Linked DNA regions of Mus musculus: region 1 is linked to region 2. Evidence: chromatin contacts called from public Hi-C data. All regions are on one chromosome and are shown on one strand. Each heading gives the region's core, a stretch centred on a gene start, on an enhancer-like site or on the middle of the called end of the contact. The rest is flanking DNA. Distances are from core to core; before and after follow the strand shown. Region 1 holds the start of Pex2 (peroxisomal biogenesis factor 2). Region 2 has its middle 63 kb from the start of 4930555M17Rik.

What was found. A called contact is a pair of places that touch in the nucleus more often than the background predicts.
Region 1: a contact with region 2 is called in a Hi-C map of rod photoreceptor, with 4 times the contacts expected there. The contact joins the promoter of Pex2 here to the enhancer-like site in region 2. A contact is called at or near these places in 2 of 484 Hi-C or Micro-C datasets (the HPC-5 cell line and rod photoreceptor) and 2 of 9 other capture datasets (adipose tissue and liver).

The regions. Positions count from the first base shown.
Region 1 is chr3:5,572,120-5,578,880 of GRCm38.p6, forward strand. Pex2 (peroxisomal biogenesis factor 2) reads right to left here and starts at 4,129. Exons shown (of 4, transcript NM_001267715.1): 1 at 3,919-4,129.
Region 2 is chr3:5,449,466-5,455,860 of GRCm38.p6, forward strand. No RefSeq gene overlaps it. Among named protein-coding and RNA genes, the nearest start is that of 4930555M17Rik, 63 kb to the right of the region's middle. Within about 2 kb of position 4,211, at least 9 of the 459 cell types and tissues checked have an H3K27ac peak or open chromatin away from gene starts, as enhancers often do. A contact at or near this core is called in rod photoreceptor, where this site is marked.

The sequences.
Region 1 (6,761 bases), core at 2,879-5,378, 120 kb after region 2:
CTCTATTACAATTAAATTTACTTTCAATACTTTATAGATAGTCAGTTTGATAAGTCACAATAATGCTCATTTGGATACATACAAGACACATAAAACTTTCAAACTGTGGACATTAGGTCTTCAAATTTGTTTTTAATTGAATTCGGTCTTTTCTAAAATGTATGAAAAATAGAGTTCTCACAAAAGAGAGTAGCGATAAGCTCCTTACTGGAAGGGATATGGATACACAAACACACATATGTATATATTTCCCCCTCTTTGAAAAGACCAAAGAAACCAAACCAAACCCAAAAGGTATAACTTTCAAGACTAAATTCATATTACACACAACATGTCCCACCAAAGTCCTTGCTTATTTTAGCTACTGTGCACTTGTTTCAGTAAGTAAGGTTAACTAAAACACTATCTTAAAACCTTAAAACAGAATTTCTAACACCTTTACTTAACCTCACCTTTTTTTTTTTTTTTTTTTTTTTTTTTTTAAGAAAGCAGCGGTTGTTCACATATTCTTTTCTTTCAGAAAGTTGCTATTTTTACATCATACAGAGGGTTAGGGTTAGGTTAGGGGCATACTGCAACACTAAAGACATGCTTGACTGCACACAGGAAATGGCATGCCAAAGAGACTCTGCACAAGTCATTTTACTACAACACATTCCTCATTACCTGGGGGTGGGGGTGGGGGGGGTGGGGTGAAAAAAAATGTAAACAAAAAAAATTGTAATTTACAAGAAGTGTTTTCTCAAAGTTTGAAAAGAGCAGATAGAAAACAAGAACCCCTTTCCAATCAGAGACATGGTTATATAAAACTGACTTTAAAAAGCTGTAAAGAAAATATAGCAGGATATATGATAAGGGGACAGTTATAGGAAAATTAAAACAAAAATTAGAACTTAAAAGATTAATAACTACTATAAAGTCACCATGCTAGAAGTGGCAGAGTATGCTCTGTCCTGTGCCCTATACCAACAAGATGATGATGGCCCAGCAGTATAACTACTTGAAAGTGGCACTAGAGCACACACTGCAGGAATTATTTTCAAAGGCTATGTACGCCTAAAGTGCAGAGACACCAACTACAGCAAACGTCGATTCTAAGCATTCGCACAGACAGGTGAAATACCTGAAGAAAGCACATCTTCAAAGTATTCTAGAAATTCTGGGAGTTTTTGGATCAACTTGCTTAAGAGAAGAATTTCAAATGACTTCAAAATTATTAGAACATAGATTTAACTGCAATTTTTATGGTAAAAGAGAATGGGAAAATATCCCCAAATGAACAAAAAGGTATCAAGTATGGACAAGAAATTACCAAGTAAAACCTAATTGTACCAGACACTACATATTTCCTTTATTTTGTGTCCTGGAATCTGTCTAAAACAGTAGCTGTTATTATGTTACTTTTAAAACAAATATAATTTAAGGTCAAGTAACAATTAATAAATTGCTGGTAATCAATCCAAAATTTGTAGACAATAAACTTAGCTTTTTTGCTGTTGTTGTTGTTGTTCCTCAGGATCATTCAAAAGACAGATTTCATAACTAAGCTCTCCAAACTACAGATGAAGAAAGTAATTAAAGGAATGTGGTAAATCACCCAAGCTCCCATCCACATTCCCTCCCCTATACATTCCGTCAGGGACTCAATCAAAGGGCCTGAATGTCAAATCTAAAAAGAGTCTTCTCTGGGTAAAAAATGTGGTTTGATCATTTATTATGAATACAGAATTGTATGTAAGGTAGATATTATGCCAACACATCTCCAAACACAAGGGTTAGACAAGATAGAGACAGAATTACTTTGGAGTTCCTGGTTGATACATTTTAATAAGGACGGAAAGACAATTGGGTGGTATTTTATCTTTACTCACTCAGGAAAGAAATCTGAGCTCTGATAAAAATACATAATAAATACAGGAAAAAAAAAAGCTACAAAAAAAAAAAAAAAACCACCAAGAAACAAAAAACCCATTATAGAAAGGGACTTTTGACTGTCTTGAAGGAAATGGGCTGGAAAGGCACACAGTCCACAATGGGAAGGCCAGGAGATGACTACTCCTCTCCCCTTCTCCACTACCATGTATAAAACTCAGTTGAAATCGCTGCCAGGCTCACAGTCAAGGAGAGATGGAGCAGCTGAGGCTTTCCCCAAGGCTTCTCTCACATTCTCACGGCACGCAGGAGGGCCACAGAATACTTAGAAGTTACCTTTACTTCACAGGAAGAAGACAGGGACTACGTAGCCTACATTCCTGTTGTCCAACCAGGTTCACCAAGAATGGGGGAAAGGTGCAAGCAATCTCAAATGAACGTTGGTTCTGACATAAAAACTGATACAGCTCAGACTTTCTTTGTACTATAGGAACCTGAAAATTACTTAATGCCCTGCAGATCATATAGTGCTAGATCCCTAATTTTCCTAGACAAGGCATGACCAGCAAGTCTTCACATACCTTCAAGGCTCAGATATTGAATGGATCAAACAGAAAATTAATGCAAAGGCTTTGAAGACCTTCAATTTAAACAAAACAAGGATATTCAGTAGGAAGGGAAATGGGAATTATGAGTGATCAAAAAGACAGAATTAAACTTTTCTTATTTTTAAAAAATAAGATAGCATTGCCATGTTTGTCCCTTTTAAAAATAAGGAATACATAACTTTAGGATGCCAGAATAACCGGATGAATGCATACTGAAAACAATGAACAATTGTGCTAAGAAGAATTTTCATGCTGAGGAGCAAGTCAGATCATCGGGTCCAAGATGTGAACTAGATCCTTACAGGAACACTGTTGTAAAAGAACATATAAATAGCTGTGCTTGTTAAACGACAGTTGACAGCCGGCTTGCTTTGTCTCTCCTCTGCATGGCTTCAGGAAATTTCTACAAAAGTTCTTTTATGGAACAATTTTAAAGCCACAGATTGAGTGCTACCTCTAATTACTAAAGAAGAGAATTAGTCCAAAAGGTAGAGCTGGGCAGAAGCAAACTATAATCAAGACTAGAACTTAATTCTTTTCATGTTAGTGGCCTAGTATGCTCAGTTTCTTTACTTTTTAAAGAAAAAAAAGGGGGAGGGTCTTTTTTCCTACTAATTCTGACTCATTTTTCAATTCTCCTCATTCTGGATACAAGTAATTGATAGTACAAAAAGGATCAAGACAGTAACAGAAAGAAGCTACTCCAAATCCATTCTGTTCAGGTTTAACTAAAGGCCACACATTCCTGGAGGGTGTTTTGACTACAAACTGGTAAGGGTCGGGATGGGGGTCCTTAGTCATACACCAATTATCTAAAATAATCAAGATGAAAAATGTGGCAAAGGGTCCCACAGAATATTTGAAACCGATAGTCTGGGAAAGTTTCAATCCGTGAAAAGTTCTTTTGCTAAGTGTTGCTGTGTGAAAAATGGCACGTGAATAAACTACTGAACCAACAAAGACTTTTAAGGACTCCCCACAAAGAAGAGAAATGATTATAACATTCCTTATAGCAAACCAATGGATTGCAATGTAAGTCAGAAACTAACTTGTAAGAAAACCTTCCATAACTCTTGCCACGAAGACCAAGAATGGGCTGTTGGAAACGTTGAAAGTCCAAAACACTGAAAAACTCATAAACTACAAGAGATTCTTATTTAAGAGTTAAAGCACTCAATCTAGTACTGTTCTAAAGGCGAGGAGGCGCTTTCCGGGCTGTCTGCAGCGTCGCCGCGGGGCGTGCAGAGGCAGAAGCGTTGTCTGCGTGACAGCGTTAAACTAGAGGAAAACTAGGCGTCTGGCTTGCTTTACCGCCTTTGCGGAACCGAGACAGACTGAGCCACCGCGGCCTGCAGCCAAGGCAAGCTTCGCGACGCCGTCCTCGCAGAGCGTGCGGCCCGCGCGCCCTACGGCGGGGCGGCTGCGAGCGGACACTGACCTGCGGGGTCTGCGGGACGCCCGGGCGCCGCACGGCCGTTTCTCAAACAATCTCCGGAAAGCTGGGCATTCCGTGGCCGCATCTGGGTCGCCCTCACTTCCGGAATCTGCGGGCTTCCGGAGCGACGGAAGACCCGGAAGTGGCTGAAGAGAGAGCGGGGAATTACACCCAGAAGCAACACCGGGTCTGAGGAAAGCCGGATAAGGCCTGGCCACGGAAAATGCCGAGGAGCCGAAGGGACGAAGAGACGAAGGGACGAAGGGACGAAGGGAAGAGACGCCCAAGAGGACACTCCACGCACTGGGATTGGTCCGCAAAGCTGCCTCTGATTGGCAGAAGCGTCACCGAGCGGTCAGCGCGGGGTCAGGGCCGGGCGTGAAGAGGCTTTGCTGTCCCGGCCCAGAGGGAGGTCTGGGCTCTGCGGGCAGGCTCTGGGCCCAAGGACGCCGCTGACGGCCGCTGGACAAGTGCCGCCGGCTGGCGACCCGGCGCCTGCGCACCTGAGGGCCGGGGACTGACCTTGGGTCCTCCCGGTTGTCGGTCTGACCTTGTCCCCAGATGTGTGGCAGCACACTAGGTCCCCATCGGGCAGCCACTGGGGCAGAGGCTGCAGGCCACCCGATGGGAGGCAGGCCAGTGACAAGGAGCTAGAATGGCCTTGGCTGGGTGGGTTGGTCGGGAGGTACTTAGGAAATCAGGTAGAGCCTACCGAAGTTGTAAAGTCTTTTTAATGCTACCAACCCCGCCTGCATCCCCAGGCTCGTGGAGGTAGTGATACAAAAATACAATTGTCTCCAATGCCCCAAAACTTTTCATTGTATTTTGTTTCAGAAATTACCCAGAGCATCAGAGTTCTGTGCATGACACATGGACAGCATAAAGGAGGCGGTAATAAGAACCTCAGAATCATGCACTCAGTACAATTCTGATTCTTTGTTTTTTGTTTTTTAAATAATGTGTGTTTTTAAAAAAACAAAACAAACAAAAAAACCTTAGTATCTGGAGTATATTAAAGGAGAACTTGGGAGCAAAATTGGGTGGAAGACAAAGAAAGCAAACAAATCCCTTTTTAACAAGTAACCTGACAGTGTAGAAAACACTGTAGGAGGAGCTCCAGTTTGCTACAGTAGGTATGGAATACAGATAGGGACTGCAGGGATGTGTCTAGAGATGCACCAGTATACCCACCCCATGGTGACCACTATCTTCTTGTGATTGGTTTGAAATACAGCCTACTCTAACTGTAAGGTATGGACACGATTCTAAGACAGCTTAAAGGGATACAAAATACTCATCAATTTGATGCATTGGCCATTATATTGAAAGTGTTCCAAAAAATTTAAAGTAATGGGGTTCCTATTATTATGTAGGGAGCTGTTGTTCAAAATAGTGAATTCTCTTTGAAGAGCAAGGCTTTGACTTAGTTGTGTAGGAAGGTAGCCCAAGGTAGGCTGTGATAGACTGTTTAGGTTTTGGTGTTTTTTGCTTTTGATACGGGCTTTTGCAATGTAGCTCTATGGTTGGCCTCAAAGCACTTCTGTCTCAGCTGCTATGTGCTGGGAAGACAACTGCATATTTTCTTGCCTAGTTCACTTGATTTTTATGAGGACAAAGGTGAAATTAAAAAAAAATAAAATAAAAATGGGACCAGGGAGAAGGCTCAGGAATGAAGGTACTTTCTGCCAAGCAGAAGGGACAAATTTCATCCTAGATACTCAAATGGAAAGATCACCTGCTCTTGAATCCTTCACTATGTCTCCCCCATATAAGCACATGCACACACACAATAGCAATTACATATAAACAAACACATCACACACATGTGCACACACAATAATGGCTAGAGAAGACATTTTCAGAAAGCATCTCTAGTTCAAAGAGTTTTAGTAGGTCTCATGAACACACATCACAGTATCTCCATAACAAAGATCCCAGCTGCACGAGAAATTTGAATTATATTAGATGATTCTTAAGAATGCCAGGAAGCATAGCATTTAAAATTACTGCTGAAAATATTTAAAATCAGGATATATTTATATAGTGTACTTCATTAATCTTTGTAGTGAGCTAGTAGTTTCAGAAAACTTGTTTTTATTATTTTAAAACTTGCCTTAAAAACATATCCACTCATTTATTGAACAAAAACCTGAGCTGGGCTTTATTCCTGGGCCAGGAATATTGCTAGACAGTGTTAATGAGAAAAAAAGCCAAAGAGAAGACAGAGATGGCCTATTTCTAGGAGCTAATAAGGACCTGTTTGGTCACTATGAAGATAATAAGCAAGGCATATCATATTTTGCATTTGTAAATTCAACACATTAATATTTTAACCAAGAATTATTCTTACAGATGTACAAAGGATCTTATGAAGACTTGACTGTGGTCTTTTAAGAAGTACTGAAAAAATTAATATATTTCATTTACTATGAGAATTTAAAGAAGAAAAAATTGATTAATCTTTTACCTTTAAAGTACAAAGAAAATAATGGCATCCTATATCCTCCTTTTGCCTTTTAGTGGTTTTTAGGCTCTAAAGAATTTACCAATAAAAATGTTAAGAACACATTGATTTATGCCTCTAACATATTTTTAAATTGCTGACTTTAAGAAGGTAAATTTATATTAGCATATTACATTATTCTTAAATCAATATAATTGGGTCTTTTAAGAAAAAGTTGATTGTACAATCTTTTAATGTTAGTGTTGCTGCTGTAAAGAATTTCTGTGAAGTTAACACCTCAAACCAACACTTATTTTTATATCTTAAGATGGGCCTCAGTGCACTAAAATCAAGGTGTCTGCAGGCCCTGGTTTTTCTCTGAAGCTCAGCGGAGGAGTGTGGG
Region 2 (6,395 bases), core at 2,961-5,460:
AGGTAAGAAATTAGATAAAAATGGAATTTAGAAACTGAAAAATTGGATAGCAGCCTAAGAGATAATTTTGTACCCATTCACTCTTGTATCTGAGAAAACTAACAGGATTCATTGGAATCCAAGTCAATGTTGGTCAGAACCAGAGCAAAGTAACAGGGATGAAGGAAAAACTTTTGAAATGGTCAGGCTGTGACAACTGACTTCATGTGGGGCATTTAGAGGAAGAGGGGAGTAAAACAGCACTCCTAGATTTCCAATTTAGTTGACTGTTAAGTCACTTTGGACATGGCTATTAGAAAAAGTTGCCTTGTAGGTTAAAAAAGTTTATTTAAAACTTGTTAGGATAGACTTTTCATTGGGAATTCCAGATGGAGTCAAGCAGTAGAAATTTGGATCAAGGTCTGAATGAAGTCCCATGCATGAGATAAATGTTTCGGACTTACAAAGCTTGTATGGAATTTGAAACAATAAGAGTTGATGAATCACAAGCTGCAAATGAGATGAGGACTGTATTTAGAGCTCAGCCTTGGGGAATACCCACAGTCAAGTGTTGGAAGACATTCTTTAAATGTGTGCAGTGTGGTTGTTTGTGATTTCTTCCATTTACTATAAAGAGAAGTGTCTTTGATGAGAATTAGAAATTCCCTTATCTGTGGTGATCAAGATAAGATTCAGAATCTAGTTAGGATTATACTAGTGTAGCAAAGTGGTAGTGATAGGTTCTCTTCTAAAAGATCACCCACACCCCCAAACACTATACTTGGACTTTGTCAGGGCACAGCAAACTAAAAAGAAATGATACCCTATTAAATGCAAGTATATTGATAACTTTTATGGAACAGTTGATAGAAACAAGAAGTTTTTCCGAGTGCAATTGAATAAATGTGTTAGCACCAAACCGCAACATAATTTTGTCATATGTTCTTTCTACTAGCTATGTGCAGATTTGAGAAGTTAACAAAGTAAAACACAAATTCATGAAGCCTCTTTATGGCCAAAGACTTCCTCAAAGTATTTGATATTTAATAAAAGAAAAAGCTCAATCTCCCAGCATGATCCAGTCACATAGAAAAGCAGCATGTTTCTAGATGGATGGGGAGTAGACAGAGATAACGCTGGCCACGAATGCCAACACCAGATAAAGAAAGGCTTCATGCTAAAGAGTCTGGACTTTATCCTGTGGGTTAGCAGAGAGCTATTAAAGACTTTTAAGTAAGGGATTATCATGATCAGATTTCTATTTTCTGGCAGCTTGAGTGCAGAGGAGAAATGAAGGAGAACAAAGACTGGAGTCAGAGAGACTGGTCAGTAAGCTCCACTTAGCTCCCCTTTTCCCTCTGCTTCAAGATTCCCAGCCACTAGAGGTCCAGACCCATTCTTGGTATGACCTTTCTTTCCTGAACCCTTTCACTGATCTGGTATTTTCATTCTCCAAAACACTGCCATTTGCATTTCACAACCTTATGCACCCACGCATACATGCAGGCACACAAATGCATACAGGTACACATATATCCAGAGTATCATATCTGATTCTTTAAGGCAGGATAAAGTGTTGCTGTTTTAGCCAGATCATTGAGAGGTCATGGCTTAAGTATATTGTAAAGTCCTCTTAAGCCCCTATGATACAGAGCATATGTAGGGTTTGGTCCAGACCAAATGTAGCACAATTTATATGTATGTATAAACTCAATGTAAAATGTTTTTTATTCCTTTATTGTGTATTATACATAGAGATGTATGGAAATGTAAGTGTAATTCTAAAAGAAAGAGAAAGAAATTGGAAAAGAAGTAGTTTTGATGTGTTTTTCAGACATTTATAAACAGAGTTGAGTGATGAAACTTGTACATTGAGTACTTCAAGATAGTCACAAAAGAGATGTCTAAAGAAAGTAAAAAGATCTCTCTCCTAGAAAAAAGAGGAAACTGGGTATCTAATGTAAGAAAAACAAATATGCCAAGGATGATTCTAGATATCAAGTTTAAGAGGACACATGGATTAGGTTTCTGTCAACTTGATATAAACTATAGTGATCTGTGATGAGGGAGCCTCAACTTAGAATGTTATTCCATCAAACTGTTCTGAAGGCAAGTCTGTCACTCATTTAATTTATGATTGATATGGCAGGAACAAAACCATGGTGGGTGGTACCAGCCACTCCTTTGTAGGATGTTCTGTACAGAATAAGACAGCAAGTTGAACAGCCTTTCTAAAGAGGCTCTGCTTCAGTTGCTGCATCCATATTCCTATCTTGAGTTTTTGGTCCAACTTTACTTCTTGATGTAAAATGTAGGCTGAAATGAACTCTTTTCTGCCTATGTTGGTTTTCGTAAGCATTTTATCAAGGCAGTAGAAAGTAAACAAAAACACAGAATGACAGACATTATCTAAATATGTGATTCTAATGGCCCATGTGTTTCTCAGTTAACATCTGCAGACATTAGAATGATAGAGGGTCATTTTCCCTGCCTCCGGGTCTTGGGAGTAAGAAATACTGTAGCCCCAGTAGATTGTTCAACAAGATTATACTCAAAGAAACATCTAATACCTGTTATCATTATTGTTAGAAATATCCTTGATGGAACATTCTTTTCTAATTTCTTAGGAGGGAAGCAGCTTTAGCTTTTCTTATATATCATGGCAATGTACAGAAGACAGTGGTGGTAATGTGATGTAAGCAGAGAAGTGGAAAGTGGCAATCTTCATTTGCTGTTAATGTTAATTAAGTTATATACCTGAACACATTCTTTTCTGAGTTGTCTTTTCTCCTTACCTTTCTTTACTATTTGTTTGTTTGTTTGTTTGTTTTCATTGAGGGTCTCCTTCTGTAGTGCCGATTGGGATAGAATTCATACCATTATGCCTGCCTCAGTCTCATGAGTGCTGGGATTGTACAACGTTTTCTTCCTTTTTATTTCTTTGATACTGGGCACAGATCAAGTTTAGGGGCTCCTGCATGCCAAGTTCATATTCTACCACTATGCTACAACCCCCCAAACCCTAAAAAAATACTTTTATAATGTTGCAAATCTTTAATATGACTTTTAGTCATAATGATTGGGTGTAATGATTTAGATTAATGATAATTGAAAAATATTGCATCTATTAAGTTTACAGGAGTGGAACACATATTCAACCAGTAGAAGTCAAAAGACAACTCACAGGATTCAGTGACTGCTCTCTGTGATGAGGGACCCAGGAATTAAATTCAGGCCTTCAGGTTTGGCTCAAGCACATTTTCCCTCTGACCTCCCTTTGTAGGCTTTATTTTGAAGAGAGACGTTTGTCTATGCCTCTACCAGTTTGACAGTATGTGAGAGTTATGGGGCTACCCGAAGGGAAATTAGCATGGACAGAATTCTTTGTGACTTCTTCAAAACCCCCACAGGGTTTATTTCTTACCATAGCGATACCTGTGAGGTAGTGAATAGGGAGAGCATGAAATCACAGGAGAGGAAACACACACTGAAGCTACTGGCAAGCATTGAGGTCAGCCATCTGATGGAGACCAGATAGCAAGTGTACACCAGAGTACAAGGGGTGCTGGGGTTTAAAGGTTCCTAGTTCACTGCACAAACCTTGAAAGCTGGATCAGCTTCAGGACATGGTGTCAGAATGTGATAACTCCTGTTCACATGAGGTAGAGTACTAATCCTAATCGGAGTTGCTTCCAAATACTTTATAAACGTAGGATTGCTTCCATATCCAGCCTCAATAACTGGGAGATGATGTAGCTAAGCTGCTGCACTTTGGAGTGTCAGATCTTTAGGTTTGAAACATTTCTTCCTTCCTTCTTCTCCTTGTCAGGCCAAGTGACTTAGTTTTCCAAGTGTCTGTGCTAATTAAATACAGATCTACTACACCAAAATGTTTTGAATGTAAAAGATTAAGGAGACTGAAAACTTGTGTAAAACGTGGGAACGAGACAAAAGAGGATCCTTCCTAGCTTGCACGGCTTTCAGTCGGAGGGAATCCTGAGGTCTTATTAACATGAGGGCTGCAATATTTTTTGGTTTTAGGGTTTTTTTTTTTTTTTCTAAGGAGACAGTTGGTTCTACTGGAGAAAAAAAATGAGCAAAACATTTCAGGGGCTAAGCAGCAGCCACCCAGGAAGGCAGTCAGTAATCCTGGGTGACAGCTGAGCTGTAAGAGGGCTGTCTGGGTAAAGGAGGGCAAGATTAGAGTCACCCCATCCGCCAGTGTCTCCTCTAGCCAAGCTTCTCTTGTTTTGTTTGAAGCTTACCATAAGGGAAACCCACTGACCTTTGTGACCTTGCCTTCCAGGTTTGGCATTTGGAGGAATAAATCAGGATTAGCACCACCATTACAGTTCAGACATGTGTTTTTAAGACAAAAGTATGACCATTACTGGCACTTTTAGCACTTGAGACAAGTTCTGCATAGCTAATTTGTAACAGTAAGGATTCATCAGTAGGCAAAACTGGATGTTCCTGCCTGCAACAAGAGGCTCCCAAAATATTTTGAATACGACTTATTCCATCATCTGGGTGTGGGAGGCAGTAGAGGAGATGAAGAGTTGTGCTTTGGCAACTTGCCAGTCCTCTGATGTCAGCTGACCATCTGAAAACTGGAAAGATTTTCTTTGTTCCTTTGATTCTTCTTCCTCTTCCTCTTCCTCCTCCTCTTCCTCCTCCTCTTCCTCCTCCTCCCGCTAATAAAACTATTTAGTTATGCTCAGACTGATGAGCATATTTCAAGCTATGGAAATGAGGCAATAATGACAACAATGTTATTTTATGACATGGGAAGAAAGTAGGAGGAACACTCCAGCTGCCAATTCCATTGGTCACATTCATCCCTAATAAATCCTGGGTAAGTCTGCCCAATATTAGTCCTATAACTTAATCCCATGAATCTATTTAGGATTTAAGATACATTTAGTAGGGAGGGAAAGAGAAAATCTTCTGGCATGTTGTAAAGGAAAGGGTAATTAATAAACTTTCTTAATGCTTTGTAAATCTGAGTGAAACACTTAAAAAATGAATAGCTTGTATTCCAGAAAGATAAAGGCAAATGCCTACAAGTGTACCGTAATGAAAGTAGAGATTTTGTGATGTCTTTCCCAGTTTTCTAGAAAATGTAATACTCAAATCCTATGTTCCAACTTCCACATACACTGAATTCATATTAAATGAAAGCTAACTAAGCCAATATACTTCCAAAAGTTCACCTGTAGATGTCTGATACATGTAAAGCAATTTCTACTCACAACTCTAGTAACAATCTATATTATTAATATTTCTATTTCTGTCAATGTATTACTGGCATTACTATATACTGGCTATTTAATATGATTGACACTTCCATGGCTGAAACTGGAATTCCCTATCAGACCATGTACCCAGAGGTCAGTAAATAAATAGATAAATAAATACATATTAGTTAATTAATTACTTAATTAAAAAATAATAAAGTAAAATTTAAGCACACCCTCACTGTGATACTGAATGAGGGAGACTTTGCACGTCTTTGGAAATCATAGGTTTGGAATCAGGAGCCTGTTCTTCCTCTTGTCAGCCATATCAACTGAGTAGCCCACAAGACTCATATATGAAATTCAGATAACCAATATATCACAGATTCATGAACAGTAAATTACATGTATGTCATCTAATATAGAGAAACATTGATTTTATTGAAAAATATCCATTTGAAGAAGCTTATTTTACAATATATACATATAACCTCGACAAGAAATTTCTTAATACTCATTCCTTTCTCCAGATCACTAAGTTATCATTTCTTGGAACTGACCTTCATTGTAAACTGTTGCCTCAGAGGCCTTGAACTTCTTAGGACTAGTTGGGGACATATGCCTTTGGGTTTTAGGTTTCTGAGTCCTATTTCACAGTAACCAATCCAATCAGTTATTTCTTAAAAGCCACCACTGTTACTGTGTTGGAGATGAAGAGATACTTGAGGGTGTGACATCCAGTGTGAGTCTGCCTTGATGACATGAGCATAACTATATCAAGGGCCCTAGTCTCAGACCCAAAGCAAAAAGGCAGTGTGTGCCTACTGTGTGTGCAAAAATTCACAATAGGTTTCTTCCCACATGGATGATTATAGTCTGAAGACTGACACCCTGTGCTTCTACTAAGAGTTGCTAAGCCTGTCTCCTTGATCCATCTGTATGCCATAAACTCTGAGTCATTGTTTATCTGTAATAACCAGCCTTCTCCAATAACCTCATTTCTCTACTCAACTGTATGTAACAAATAGGTTGAGCTTCTGAGGTACAATGGTTTCTCCAGCAGAAAGCCTAATGCATTCTACCTCATTTCTCTGTGTATTCATCTGTCTGTCTGTCTGTCTGTCTGTCTGTCTGTCTGTCTGTCATTTCTCCATTTCTTTGACGTTCCTGCTTAGCTTC